3 separate regions of the Mus musculus genome follow, and all the other regions are linked to region 1. The links are chromatin contacts, called in public Hi-C and promoter capture Hi-C maps. All regions are on one chromosome and are shown on one strand. Each heading gives the region's core, a stretch centred on a gene start, on an enhancer-like site or on the middle of the called end of the contact. The rest is flanking DNA. Distances are from core to core; before and after follow the strand shown. Region 1 holds the start of Eef1b2 (eukaryotic translation elongation factor 1 beta 2). Region 2 holds the start of Fzd7 (frizzled class receptor 7). Region 3 holds the start of Als2 (alsin Rho guanine nucleotide exchange factor).

Evidence for each region. Promoter capture Hi-C pulls out the DNA fragments that hold promoters and counts their contacts. Hi-C and Micro-C count contacts between places; a contact is called where the count stands out from the background.
Region 2: a promoter capture Hi-C map of embryonic stem cells shows a contact between it and region 1. The contact joins the promoter of Fzd7 here to the promoter of Eef1b2 in region 1. A contact is called at or near these places in 2 of 39 promoter capture datasets (embryonic stem cells and pre-B cells).
Region 3: a Hi-C map of CD4 T cells shows a contact between it and region 1, with 4 times the contacts expected there. The contact joins the promoter of Als2 here to the promoter of Eef1b2 in region 1. A contact is called at or near these places in 1 of 39 promoter capture datasets (pre-B cells) and 1 of 484 Hi-C or Micro-C datasets (CD4 T cells).

Annotation. Positions count from the first base shown.
Region 1 is chr1:63,174,437-63,178,659 of GRCm38.p6, reverse strand. It overlaps Eef1b2 (eukaryotic translation elongation factor 1 beta 2), which reads right to left and starts at 1,829. Exons shown (of 6, transcript NM_018796.3): 1 at 1,369-1,829; 2 at 784-906; 3 at 95-221. The coding sequence starts at 1,448. It overlaps Ndufs1 (NADH:ubiquinone oxidoreductase core subunit S1), which reads left to right and starts at 1,838. Exons shown (of 19, transcript NM_145518.2): 1 at 1,838-2,074.
Region 2 is chr1:59,479,166-59,483,640 of GRCm38.p6, reverse strand. It overlaps Fzd7 (frizzled class receptor 7), which reads right to left and starts at 1,494. Exons shown (of 1, transcript NM_008057.3): 1 at 1-1,494. The coding sequence starts at 681.
Region 3 is chr1:59,234,653-59,239,320 of GRCm38.p6, reverse strand. It overlaps Als2 (alsin Rho guanine nucleotide exchange factor), which reads left to right and starts at 2,090. Exons shown (of 34, transcript NM_028717.6): 1 at 2,090-2,166. It overlaps Gm33667 (predicted gene, 33667), which reads right to left and starts at 1,966. Exons shown (of 2, transcript NR_168353.1): 1 at 1,568-1,966; 2 at 299-636.

The DNA of each region.
Region 1 (4,223 bases), core at 580-3,079:
CAGACAATAAAGCCACGCCAGGATCCATCCAGGGAGTGGCTATGGCATCTGTCCTCAGGCTTCTCAATATGCTTGGATAAAGATGAAGTCATACCTCCTCATCATCAGATCCAAAGAGATCAATGTCGTCATCATCCTTAGCATCTGCAGCTCCACTTCCTGTGGTGTCTTCTACACTGCTAGGGCCATACTTGCCCAAAGATTTCTTCACTCCCGGCAGGCTTGAAAACAAACATTCTGCCACATTAGGTCAGTGTCAAAGCCCTTTCTAGGCAAAACACACAATCTTCCTTTCCCAGGAACTCCCACTCTCTTCTGGTTATTTAACCTTTAGCACAATCCCAGGCAAATAACTTTACTCTTCACCCATGGGAGACATTGTATTCAGTACTCACTACGGCTTACTCTTTCAGAATGAACATCTGTTTGAGATTTCATTAAGTATGCTCACTTCCATTCTTAGTGAACTGGAATCCACTTCCCCAAACTTCCACCCTTGCTGGTAGTTTCAGAAGAATGGCCAGGGACCGAATGAGCGAGCTACCCTCACACCCCAGCGGTGGCCCCCCCAGGTCCAAAGCACATGATCAGAGAGGTGTGGGAAAGGTGAACTGCGGTTGTCCATGTTCTACCTGTTCTGTGAGAAAATGGAGGACTTCAGTCTCTTGGCCTTGTAAGGTCACAAAGAAATTCAGCTCACACTAGGTCAGCAATGCTAAAGCCAACTTTAACCCGGTCCCTACTTTGCATGTGAAAATCCAGGTAGCACAAAGATACCTTTACCTGGCCTTTTCTTTTTCATACGACTTGATGTGATTATACCAACGTAGGGCATGACACAGGTCAGCAGGTGGTGGACCAGAAACTGCTTCAAATACTGCCACGTCTGCTTGTGATGGCACGTACCTGCCAGTGACACAAAAACAAGTGCACAGACCTTTAAAAGAAAAGACACAAACACTAGCTGGTAAATGACATAGCCCATATCCGTCAAGCTAACTAGTGAGAACAATTACAGGGCTAGCCTAAGTTGCTTCTCATTGAAAGGACACAGAACATGTTTGAATCTAGGCAAGCCCAAGAACTATCTGCCACCCAGGAGAACTCATCCCACCAGACTTGCCACAGGTTTCAACTAACAAACTAACTTGTCCAAAGACGCGGAAGAACCAGCTGGACGTGGGCACACGGAGAGCAAGCATCATCTCAATTATAATGCTGGCAGCCCCTCCCGGGAGGTCCCGCTCCATTGGCATCCCGGCCCCGGGAGCACTGACTCGGCGTCCCCCAGCATCCGGAGACCCGCTTCCTTCCCGCCGAGCCCGCGCCACGTGGCCCCGGCCCCCCAGCCTCTCGGCTCCTGCTCACCCCTCAATGTAGCTCTTGTCCGCCAGGTAATCGTTGAGCACCTGGAGGCCGGCAGGGGTTTTCAGGTCTCCGAATCCCATGGCGAAGGCTGGAACGGGGAGCTGTGCAAAAGCGGAGGACGAGAGCGCCGGGAGGCCGCGGCCAGCGCTGAGGGAAAAAAAGGACCCAGAGCGTCCGGAAAACTCCTTATATAGAGACGGAGGCGTTTCCCTCCGCCGCCCCGGCTAGAGGTTAAAGGTCAAGGTCCGTTCCTAGTCTCGGTCCTCCGCGTACCACTGCGACTTGGTAACTAAAGGGCCCACAGGTCGTCCGCCGGCCTTCCCTTGTCTTTGGAAGAAAATTAATAAAGGAGGCATTTTAAAATGCCTTCGCTCCAAGGACTCCGAAACGAAGGGAAACGCCCTCTGAGGAGCCGGAGTTGAACGAAAGCGCTCGGACGCAAGGCCTCGGCTACTTCCGGCGGAACTGCAGGTCCAAGTCGTCTTCTCCGCTTCCTCCCGGGCTCGCTCTCGGAAATTGCCGAACAGGTCCGAAGACGGGGAAAAACAGTCGAATCTGTGTTTCTAGTCCCTCCTGGCTTTCCGTCCTCCAGGTCGGGCTGACAGAGGTTGCCGTGGCCGCCATATTGACTTAGCGGCCAGGGTTTTGAGGGGTCAGGGAGACCCGGACAGGTCCGCGGAACTACTCGGTGGGCTCCGGAGGAAAGGTGAGGACGCGTTGAAGTGGGCAAGTTGAAGCGCTTCGAGTGGTGTTTTCTTTTTTGGCAGGTCTGCATCCCATAGGTCAGACAAGCCGTTCTCCTCTTGCCCTTGACTGGGTACCAGCTCCTGCCCCGCCACCTCTGGAACCCGGGAGAGCCGGCAGGTGAGGGTTATGAGCCTTGGTTTCTGGTCTGATGGAGCCTAAGCCGATCAGGAGACCTTTGGGAGTCCGGGCTTGCGAGCTACTCTCTCTTTGCAGGGGAAGACAGGAGATGGCCCTGTCATCAGGAGACCGGTTCATCTCCCAGGGTCACGAGAGACTTAAACCTCAGGCATCGGTTTAGTTGCTGTCTTGAACCTGTCCACGCTACTGTTTGTTTTTGTCTAGCCCGGTGATCATGTTGGGTAGTATTTTATTCATTCCACCGACGGGGAGAACTGACAAAAACTAAAAGTTAGCTCAGTCGGAGCTGGAGGGAGAGTCAAGCGGTTAAGAGTGCCTTGCAGAGAGGATCCGAGTTCGGTTCCCACTAGCCCAGTCAGAAGACTCCCAGCTGCCATGTAACCTTATCAGGGAATTCTCCACTCTCTTTTGGACTGTGAGCACCGGCACTTAGAAGTGCACATTACCCACACACAGATAAGCACATGCACACATAAACTAAAAATGAATCTTAAAAAGTTAGCCTGGAGTCCGCTGCAGATCAGGAAGCTGCGGTGTCTTCAAGTTTGTGAGGTTCATGTCTGTAAGACCAAACAGATTTCTGGGATCCACCCCCACCCCATCACTAAATCTAATATTCTAAGCCAGCTCATCAGCGCCTTTTAGAAAGTTACTTTTATAAGATACAGCCAAGATATTAGAGCCAGGGTGTGATGATGGTACCTGTCTGTAATTCCAGAAAGGGGAGGCTGAGATGTGAGGATTGAACGGAGAACTTTGTGTGTGATTAGGTAAGGACTCTACTAACTGAGCTACATCCCTGACTTGACTGGCTATTTTTGTTCCTATTTGGTAGATACTATGTCTAAAATACATATTAGAGCTGGGAAAGATCTTAGTTGGAAATGATGCTTGCCAATCCTGACATCCTGAGTTAGATCTCCAGGACCCACATTGATGGAAAGAAAGAACTGACTTTCAAAGGGTGTCCTTTAACTTTCACAGGCACCCGCCCCACCCACCTCCTTGTGTGTTTATGGTGACACTCACGGAGTAAGTAAATGAATGTCAACAACAACAACAACAGTAAAATATATACCAATCTGGACATGGTGGTGCGTGTTGATAATTCTGCTCCTTGCTTGGGAAGTGGAGGCCTGAAGTTTAGGAGTCCAAGTTAATCCTTGACTTCATAGCAAGTGTGAAGCCAGTCTGAGGTACATGAGGTCTGTCTACAAACAAACAAACCCCACCAAGTAGAAAACCCCAGTAAAACAAACTGTACAGTGTAGAAGCCAGGTTATCCCCAAACTCTTGATGTAGTGCAGGCTGTTTTTATGGGATGAAGCTTCATGGGTGTAGATCAGGCTGGCCTCAAATTCATGATTCTCATGCTTTAGGTTTCCCAGTGCTGGAATCACAAGCATTGGCCCTGTGCTTGGCCTCATCAGTACTTGTTAAAAATGAGCTATGTACTGCTCATTCTGGAATTTGGTGCAAAACTATTTGGGGACTTGCTAGTCTTCAGAAAAGAGAAATAACCAAATCTTTTGTCAAGGAACTTACAGTCTAGTAGGTAACAAAATCGATAATTTACCTTCAATTTAGTATTGTGGGCTTGTTTGTTGTTTGTACTCTGCATACAGCCCAATGCAGCCTACCTTTACGTTTTAGGCCTTGCACTAAAGCTACCTGCTCAGCCCAAGTTTAGTAAGTAGAATAATAAAATATATACATGGCGTGTTTTTAATAAGGAAAAGGGACACAGATGAAGAACAGTATACAACTGATTATCAGTAGCCATTACTGATTAAATTGATGTTAGTTTTTATTATTTCTTTGTTTTTTATTTCTTTGTTTTTTTTTTTTTTTAAGATTTATTTATTTATTATATGTAAGGACAGTGTAGCTGTCTTCAGATACTCCAGAAGAGGGTGTCAGATCTTGTTAGGATGGTTGTGAGCCACCATGTGGTTGCTGGGATTTGAACT
Region 2 (4,475 bases), core at 245-2,744, 3.7 Mb after region 1:
GTCACGCTCACCTAGGAAGCGGTAGCCCAGGTAGGGGGGCACCTTGAGCTGGCGCGGACACGAGAAGGGGAAAGACAAGCGGCCTCTGCCATCTGAGGGGGACATCGCAGTGAAAGGTGGGTCTGGCAGGTAGGGAGCAGTAGGGTAGGCGGTGGGACTGCCGCCCGCGCCCCCGGAGCCGTCGGACGTGTTCTGCCCCACGCAGATCTCGCCGGCACCGTGCACTGGGAAGTTCTCGCAGCGCAACCGCTCTGGCCACTGGAAGCCGAACTTGTTCATGAGCGCCTCGCAGCCCTGTCGGGCGCGCTCGCACAAGGAACGGCACGGAGGAATGGCTTGGTCGAGCACGGTGCACACGGGTGCGTACATAGAGCATAAGAAGAAGCGTAGCTCAGGAGAACACTGCACCTTTACCAGAGGGTAGAACTGGTGCACCTCGAGGCCCGCGTCCTCTTGGTTCGTGTGGCCCAGCAGGTTGGGCAGGATGGTCTGGTTGTAGGCGATATCCGTGCACAACGGGATGGAGATGGGCTGGCAGAAGCCGTGGTCCGGTACCGAGATGCCTTTCTCGCCGTGATATGGCTGAGCCCGGGTGTCCGTGGGCAGCGCGCCCAGAAGAGCAAGCACCAGGGCGCAGAGGCCCAGGGGCGAGTGCGACGCCGCCGTGCCGGGGCCCCGCATCGCCGGTCGCGAGTGCAGCGGCGTTCTCAGCTGGAGGAAAAAGACGAGGCGCTGGGGAGAGGCTTGGATACAGGGAGGCGCCGCCGCGCCCGGCGCATGAGAGTCCTCCCGGCGCCGGGGCCGGGCCGTGGGCGGCGCGGAGCCGAGGGTGCTAGGGTGCCTGCACAGCGGGGGCGAGGCCGCCAGCCGAGGGGGCGCCGCAGCCGCCTCCGCGTGGCACTCACGCAGCCGCCGGAGGTTCAAACTCCTGGGCCTGGAGTGGGGGATCGAGGGAAGGGGTGTCGCCTTACCCTCCCCGCCGAGACGTAACGGTGCGGCTTTCTCTGCGGCGACGAGCAACAAGCTTCTCCGGTTACCCTTCAAAGTTTGCCCAAGTTTCTCGAGCCCCGGGCGCACGCCGATACGCACGTCCCCTAAACCGAGCCAGGCCTCCGCCAGGCCAGCGCCCTGCGTCCCTGCCTGCTCGCCCCGGCCGTCGCCTCGGTGGTGCTGCTCCGCCTTCTCTCCTTGAGGCCCCGCGGGCCACTGCAGCCGCCTCTTCTGATTCTGGAGCCTCCTTCAGTCCTAGGAAGGTCGGCCCCAAGTTTCAAGTCAAATGGCTCGTTCTCGCTTTGAGTCTGATCGGTGCTCGGGAGGTAAGAGCTGGACAAGCTGGTTTTGGAAACGGAGTTGCACGGAATCCGAAGCGCCGAGGCCCCTGCACCCGCGGCCTGCCTGCACCCGGCCTCTCCTGCCCCGCGCAGTCCCAGCCCGCGACTCTCCGCGTCCAGCACCGCCCGCCAGGGAAGGAGCGCGGAGTAACGCCTGGGAGCCGCACTGGTGGCTAGAAGAAGCGTCGGGCTTGCAGGGCTGCGGGCCGCCCCGCCCCCTCCCCTCCCCCCATTCACAAACCACTCCGGGGGCGGGCCCCGAGCCCTCTGGACATCCAATAGCGCGCTTTGTTTTCTCTGTGGACCTGTTCCGATTGGGTGGAAGTCGGAAGGGGCGGCCGAGGAAACAAGGAAGGCGGTGCTTAAAGAGCTCTGGGCGGATTCCTGAGGGGAGGGGCGGGGGACTGAGAGAAAAGTTAGGAAAAACTTTTACCCAGAATTTGCTCAAGGGAGAAAAAAACGCACCAGAAAGGGAACTTGCCTGTAAGATTGGTTCCTCTTCCGGGTACCCTAAAATACACATTTCCGAACAAAAGGGGGCATTCGCCGAAGGCTTTGGGGAGAAGCTGAGAATAGTACAGCACCAGGGCAGAAAGACGTGACCCGGAGTCACGTTAGCCTTGCCTGGCAGGCGAGGGCGGGAGAATTTTGGTTAGCATCAGTATGAGTCGAGAAAGGGGTGCGACTAAGAATCGTTTTTTCTTCCCCTACCCCAACCGACCACGTGAAGGCACAATTCCCTCTCCCTCCCCCAGTTACAAAAAAGGGGGGCATCCTGGAGGGAGAAACCCGAGTCGGCCGAGGGGCGGACTTGTGGCGGGAGGAAGTGCAGACCCTCGGAGGAGAAGGCCCAGAGCTGGGGATCCGCTGCACACACGAGCCTGCCACCCCTCCCGGACATACTGCTGGGAGCCTGGGGAGCCCAAGAGGCTCTTTTTTTTTTTTTTTTTTTTTTTTAACTCCAAGGCAGCTCTGGGGGAATGCTTATGAAAGTAACCTGAGACCGAGGGCCTCGGAACTCTGTACGATTTACAGAGCGCCTTCGGTTGCCCCGTTTTCCTTTTTTTTTTCTGAGGTGTGTGGCCTTCAGGGACCCCTTCTTCGTTGCAGAAGCAACCATTTGATCTTTCCATTTGGAATCTACATAGAAATGTTTTAACGCGCGTTAGAAAGCAGGGCATTTGCTAATTAAAGGGCTTTCGAGACACAAAGAGGGGTTATTTTCCTTGTGGGGTAGCATTTTCTGATTGGCAAGCTTTCTTTTGTTCTTGGTCAAATCTTAACCCCGCTCCAGGCACTGGGCGCTCGTGCGCGTTGTCTGATTGCCCCGACCGGTCAGAAGTTACTAAGGGGCCTCTGCCCTCTCACAGGAGCCAGCAAGAAATATCATGAATACTATGAATTCCCATGCAGGAAAGTGACAAGTTGAATCGTTGAATCTGTCTCTGCAATCATTTTAAACGTTTTTTTCCTGGCTGAGTCCTTCTGCCTGTCTCACTTGGGTGCTGGGGTTTGAGGAGATTTTGAATAGGTCGAATGTTGAATGCCGGCAGAAGTAACTCCCTCTGGTATACAGTTTCTCCATCTAGGAAAAGGTTGATTCTGAAATCTAAGACAGTTAATTAATTGGATTCCCTTTTCTCGATGACCTGGGCTCCTTTTAATTCTTTTATTTACTTTACCTCAGAGGTTCATTGAGCCCCTTCCTTCCACTTTAGAGTTCTTCATCTTTTGTGCTCCTGTTAATGTTTCTGAAGAGCCCAGCTCCATGGAACAAGGTGGTGTCAGACAGTTGACATACTCCATCTGACCAGTTTCCTTCTAAGCTCAGTTTACCCTTCACACCAATCCCCAGCCCCCTTTAGAGTATCTGCCTCAAAGTAATAAAGATGAATAAGCAACGTTTTCCTTTTTAAAAAATATACAGTCTTCAAGACCTCATCTTCTGCTTTCTAAATTATTGTTCCTATTACCTTCAGCTGTGCTGTGTTGATATTTGTGGGAAGATGTTTAAGACACTGGGGGCTGTTTTGCTTTGTCATTGAAAGTGTGGGTGGTGGAGTTTAGATTCCTTCTCCCCACTGAGGTTCAAGATGCCCTCCTTTTTAAGACAAAAATGTCATGCTCATACATCAGATCACTGACCTAACTCATATCTGCTAATTGAGGGAGAAATACCAAGCAGTGTCAAAAAATATGAAAGCGGACAGGATAGAGCACTGCCTCAAATACAGCGGAAACCAGCCAGCGGATGAGCTGCTCATCCTTAGAGTCCCAGACAGCTCTGATGTTAGGCAATAGGAATAATGATGTAGCAAGAGGGGGTGAGATGAGCCGGTATAGGAAGAAATGAAATAGTTCTAAAGCAGTCTATGCACGAGGTACAGGAAACCCATCCTAAATGAGATGTCACAGAGGTGAGTCCTTTCTCTCTGTCCCAGGCAGAGAAGAGCAAAAGTACTGGAGAAGCAAAGGTAGCGAGCTAGGATAAGGAGACTGTTTAAAGGTGATTTAAAACAACAACAACAACGGCAACACTCGGCCTGGGCTTGGAGATGTCGCTCAGTACGGGGCAATTGCCTAATGTATAAGGCCCTAGATTCAATCCTTCACACACACACTAAACAAACAAAATTAAATAAATAACCTCGATCCCAAATTACTCCAAGAAAAAGAGAATGAACTGCTTGTGCCAGGTATGGTGGTACACACATGCCTTTAATCTCAGTGCTTGAGAGGCAGAGGCGGTTGGATCTCCATGAGTTCGGGGCTAGCCTGCTCTACAGACAGCTCCTTAGTGATATTCTAATTCAAAACAAAACTGCGCACATTTGCGCCAAAGAGAGAGAGATCTGCTTGTGAGACAATGCTGAAACTTTCTATGCCTGCCTCATGTCAAATGCTATGATAAAAAAGAAAAAAAAAAAAAAGAAGGTATCTTTAGTTTTGAGATGCTATGGTTTCAAGGAGCCATGCCATAAAGCAGCAGACCAGAAGAGGTAAGTTCACGATGTAAGGAGCCAAGTCTGTTTTAGGCTCTCTGACAAGTGAGGCAATGTTGGTTTACACTCTCCCTGGGATTAATTTTCTTTCCAAACAACACCTTCCACACCCAGCTCCCAAAGCTGGTATCTTCTTTGGAAA
Region 3 (4,668 bases), core at 841-3,340, 3.9 Mb after region 1:
CCCCAATTAAATGTTTGTTTGTTTGTTTGTTTGTTTTAATTTTATAAGACTTGCCTTGGTCATGGTGTCTGTTCACAGCAGTAAAACCCTAAGACAATGTGATATTCATCACTCTTTATATTTCTGAAAGGCCACATGGGTGATACAAAGTATGCTAAAATAACATAACTAAGCATCTAGCTACACAGAGAAACCCTGTCCTGAAAAACAAGAACACAAAACAAAACACAAATAAATGGAGGTAGAATGTTAGGTTGCAAAGGAGGTGAGGTAGAAGAAAAATAACTAAAAACAAAACCACAGAGACTTATTTTATTGAGGAGAAAGATGAGGGGTTGCATTCATTTTTTTTAAAAAAGCGGGTGAGTCTCAAAATGGATAAGAAGGGTGATGCCTTAATTCCAGGGCCAGGATTAGCCTGAGAGGACAAAACGTTTCTTTTCAGGACAGGAAAAGGAAGACTTCAGTTGCAGGTGGATACTTTGGTAGCAGCTAGAGGGAATGAAGGAAGTTCACCTCTGGGAGTCTCTCTTGCCTCAGAACTGTAGATGAAGACATTTATTTTTCATTTTTATCAAAGGAGGCGGGCAGGGTAGAGCTCAGTAAGGGATTGAGAGCTCCCGAGGGCAAGGTTACCTGGGGAGAGAATTAGGAGATAAGATCTTAGTGTATAAATGACTGGTGTAGGCTCCGAAATACTTTGGCCACACGGATGTCTCAGCTGAAGCTGTGTGACCATCCTGAGAGGAGTGAAGATATTCTGAGGAGAGACACGTGTGCCCCTCCTTTTGACTAGTGGACTAACAGGATAATGGGCCCCAAAGAACTAGATTTCCTCAAGAGTCTCACTGGAGAAGGAAGAGATTGGGTTTCTGGGTGCAAACCATCAGGAGAGCTTGGTTCTTAGTTCTGACAACTTGTCAGTTTGCTTTGCAGGACCAACCAAGATGTGTTTACCATGGGCAAGATCACACCTTGAGCCTTCTACTTATGTCAAGGCTCCAAAGATAGACTTAGGGGGTTTACTGAACCAGCCCCTTAGTTCTTTTTCCTAGTGCAGTCTCATTGAATAAATTTCTTTCACTGTTGTCTTTTTTAGCTGTGTTATGGAGGACAGGTAGCTTGTTAGGGCGGCCAGAGTCCAGGCTTCATTAACTGCAGGACATCCCTGGTTTGTACCATTTGGTGGCGCCATTCTCAAGGCTGTACACTTTTCTGTTCTAGCACTGAAGTTGATAAGGCTCTGGTGAGAGACCCTGAGTTGGAGGAACCAGTTGGGAATTTGTACGCAGGGGCATTCGATTCGGGGAATATATCTATCTTTAATGAGTAAATAAATGTAACTCTGTAGGTTCCGCGATGCACACTCTGTAGCAGCAGATTTCTCTCTGGCTTGTGTTCTGAGAGCATCTGTTACACAAAACATTCAAGGGAGCACTTAGGGGTGCAGCGGGAGGATTGCGACCGTGACAAGTATGGATGGTAGTGAGACTAAGAAGCAAGCAAAAACAATTTTAACGCTGTATATTGAGGAGCCCTGAGGAAATAGTTTCTTCCTACTCTTTACCGTTTAAGGTGGACACGCGGCAAAGGCACACTCGGGAAGAGATGACGTCATGCAGCTTAAAGGTAGCTCGTATTTTCACTTTTGTTATTTCTCTTGAGACACGTTCTCAAGGCTGGCCTCGAATTCCTGATCCTGCTGCCTTCATCTCACAAATGTTGGGATTACAGACGTGTGCAGCCATGTTCTGATAGGTAAGATTTTCTCTTCATTTCTCGCAGTTTGAGGAGGTAACAAAACTTGCAGTAGTTTCCATCCTCAAGCGCGGCCTATCGTTACCATGGAAACGCTTATTGAGTTAGGTCCTTTCACTGAGTCTTCGGTTGCTTCTAAAGTGCGCCCGCCCTAGGACGATTGGTTCTGCCCTGACTGAATGGTTTGCCTGCAGTCACTGATGCGTTCGGAGCAATCTTGATCCCTGTCGGACGCCGTCACCGGCTCTTGCCTAGCTCCACCCATTCTGCGGGCCCGCCTCTCCAGCCCGCCGCCGGAGGCCCCGCCCCTACCTGGAGGCCCCGCCCCCATGAATCAGCTGATCTCGCGTACCCGCGGTGCAGTCGGGCTCGCGCCGGGAGAAGAGCGCGGAGCTGCGGGAGCGTCAGGTGAGCCCGCGCGGGTCCGGGCGGTCCTTGGGTTCGAAGGCGGGTCGGCGGAGGTGCGGGAGCGCGCTGGGCTGGCCTGCGGGGACGGCGCCTGCCTGTGAAGAGCTCCGGACGTGGTGGCTCGGCCCGGGTCCCACCCTCCGGGTCCCAGCGCCCCACTGCCGTGGTCGGAGCTGTGTGGCATTCCTTCGGGTCCCCTCTTCCCGCCTCCACCCACGCTGCTTACGCCCATCCGCTCAGAGGGTTTTTTGAATGCCCACAGTGGGCGCCCAGCTGGCTAGACAGTGAACCTTGCTGAGTGTCCTAGGTGGGTTTGCCCCAGGATGCATATCGTGGGGAAAAGTGAAGGGGGGCGGGGAGGGTCTGTGGTTTGAAACAGCGTTTGCTGAAAATGAAAAGGACTTTGGTATTAATCAGTGGTAGTTTGACCAAATCCCTAAATGTATCAAGTCATCAAAGGAATCATCGTGAAGACAGGAAAGAACACTGGAGCGATCTTGAGGAAATGGTCCTCACATTGATGTTGGTCCTCCAGGTAACAGGGCTATTTGCAGACAAGCAACTGTAGATTTGTAGAGGCAAGCTACTGTTTAGTACTTCTGTGGTTACCAAAGAGGGAAAACACACTGGTTGAATTGGGTGGTCAAGAGCAGCACTTTCTTATAGATTAACTGACTGCTGTACCCAAATTAAGGTTGTTACTCTGTTGTTCTTATATTTGTATCTGTTTTTTAAATGACTGTCAAGGATAAACTTGTGTGATGTAGGTTTATTTGGAGCAGGTACAAAAATGCAAAAAAACAGTAGGCCATACTTTTTTGTTTTTTATCATATACCTGTATGTATTAGTGTTCTCTAGAGTCACAAAACTTATGAAATGTATATATTAAGGGAATTTATCATAGTGATATACAGTTTACAGTCCAACTAGCCCAACAACGGGAATGGGAAGTCCAAGAATCTAATAGTTGCTCAGTCCCACGAGGGTAGTTATTTTAGCTGGTCTTCTGGATAAGCTGGAATCCTGAAGAAGTAGGTTCCAATAGATTCGATGGCAAAGGAGTGCAGGCAGGCAAAGGAGAGAGAGCCTTCCTTCTTCCAATGTCCTTATGTAGGCCTCTAGCAGAAGGTGTGACCCAGATTAAAGGTGTGTGCCATTACCCCTGGATTTGGAATTTGCTTTGTCCCAGGCTAGCCTTGAACTCGGAGATCTGCTTGCCTCATTCTCCTGGGATTAAAGGCGTGTTCTACTTTGCCTGGGCCTAAGCTTTTCATGACCACTATGCCTCAAGACTTGTGTTGTCCCATGTCAAGATGTGGGTCAAAAGCCTGTGTAGTCTAGCCTCAAGATCTGGATCACAGGTGAGCCATCCATTTCTGCATTGTAGTTTGTTCCAGATGTAGTCAAGTTGACAACCAGGAACAGCCATCACAATGTGTTAGGTAATGAAATCAGTGAAAGATTTCTTGTTTACTTTATATTTTTGGTTCTTTAGCCTATAGTAGTACTAGACAGGTAATTTGGGAAGAAAAATTAAATAATGTTTAAAAACTACATTCATCTATTTAGATAATGTTTGATTTGTAGTTTGGGCCAGTGTTGAACTCTCATCCTCCTGCTTTAGCTTCTGGGCTGCTGGGATTACAGGTGTCCCACCGTACATACCCCAACTTTGGGCAGTTGGACAGTCTTTAACTCACTGTGTAGCCCAGTCTGGCCTAGAACTTGTGGAGATCTTCTTGCCTTAGTATCCCAAGTACAAGTGGGCTTTGCCATACAAAGAGTGAATTGTAATATTTTAACCTTCTGTTTAGTAATAGAGGCATAGTGGTAATTCCTAGGCTTTGGATCTAGAAATACCTTGAACATCTTTCTTTGAGCCTCTTTGCCTCAGTTTCCTTATCTCTGCACTGGACTTTTCTGGTATTAGTACCTACATGTATGGTTTATGTATCATTTATTACTATGCCTGGACCCTCAGAAATGACCAATATATATTAGCTCTTTATAGTTAACAACTTTCTTTTAGTATATCATGAGCCAGGCTCCATAGTGACCTTTTGTTTTTTAAAAGTAGGAAAGAAATTTTGAATGAAGCGGAGTTACGTTTATTTTTTTTGAAAGATTTATTTATTTATTTAATGTATATGAGTACACTGTAGCTGTCTTCAGACACACCAGACGAGGGTATCAAATCCAATTACAAATGGTTCTAAGCCACCATGTGGTTGCTGGGAATTGAATTCAGTCCTCTAGAAGAGCAGTCAGTGCTCTTAACCACTGAGCCATCTCTTCAGTCCCAGAGTTGGGCTTATCAAGAAAAGGTTATAACACAGATTTAAGCACTGGCATGAACAGAGTGTGGGAGAGTGACAGGTAAGAAGGTGGTAGCAAGCACCCTAATGAGGTACAAGCTTCCCTGTCTATAGTCAGCAATAGATAGTAGGACTCTACAGTGGACACAAGCTTCTCTATTGTCAGTCTCTGATAGAACAACTATA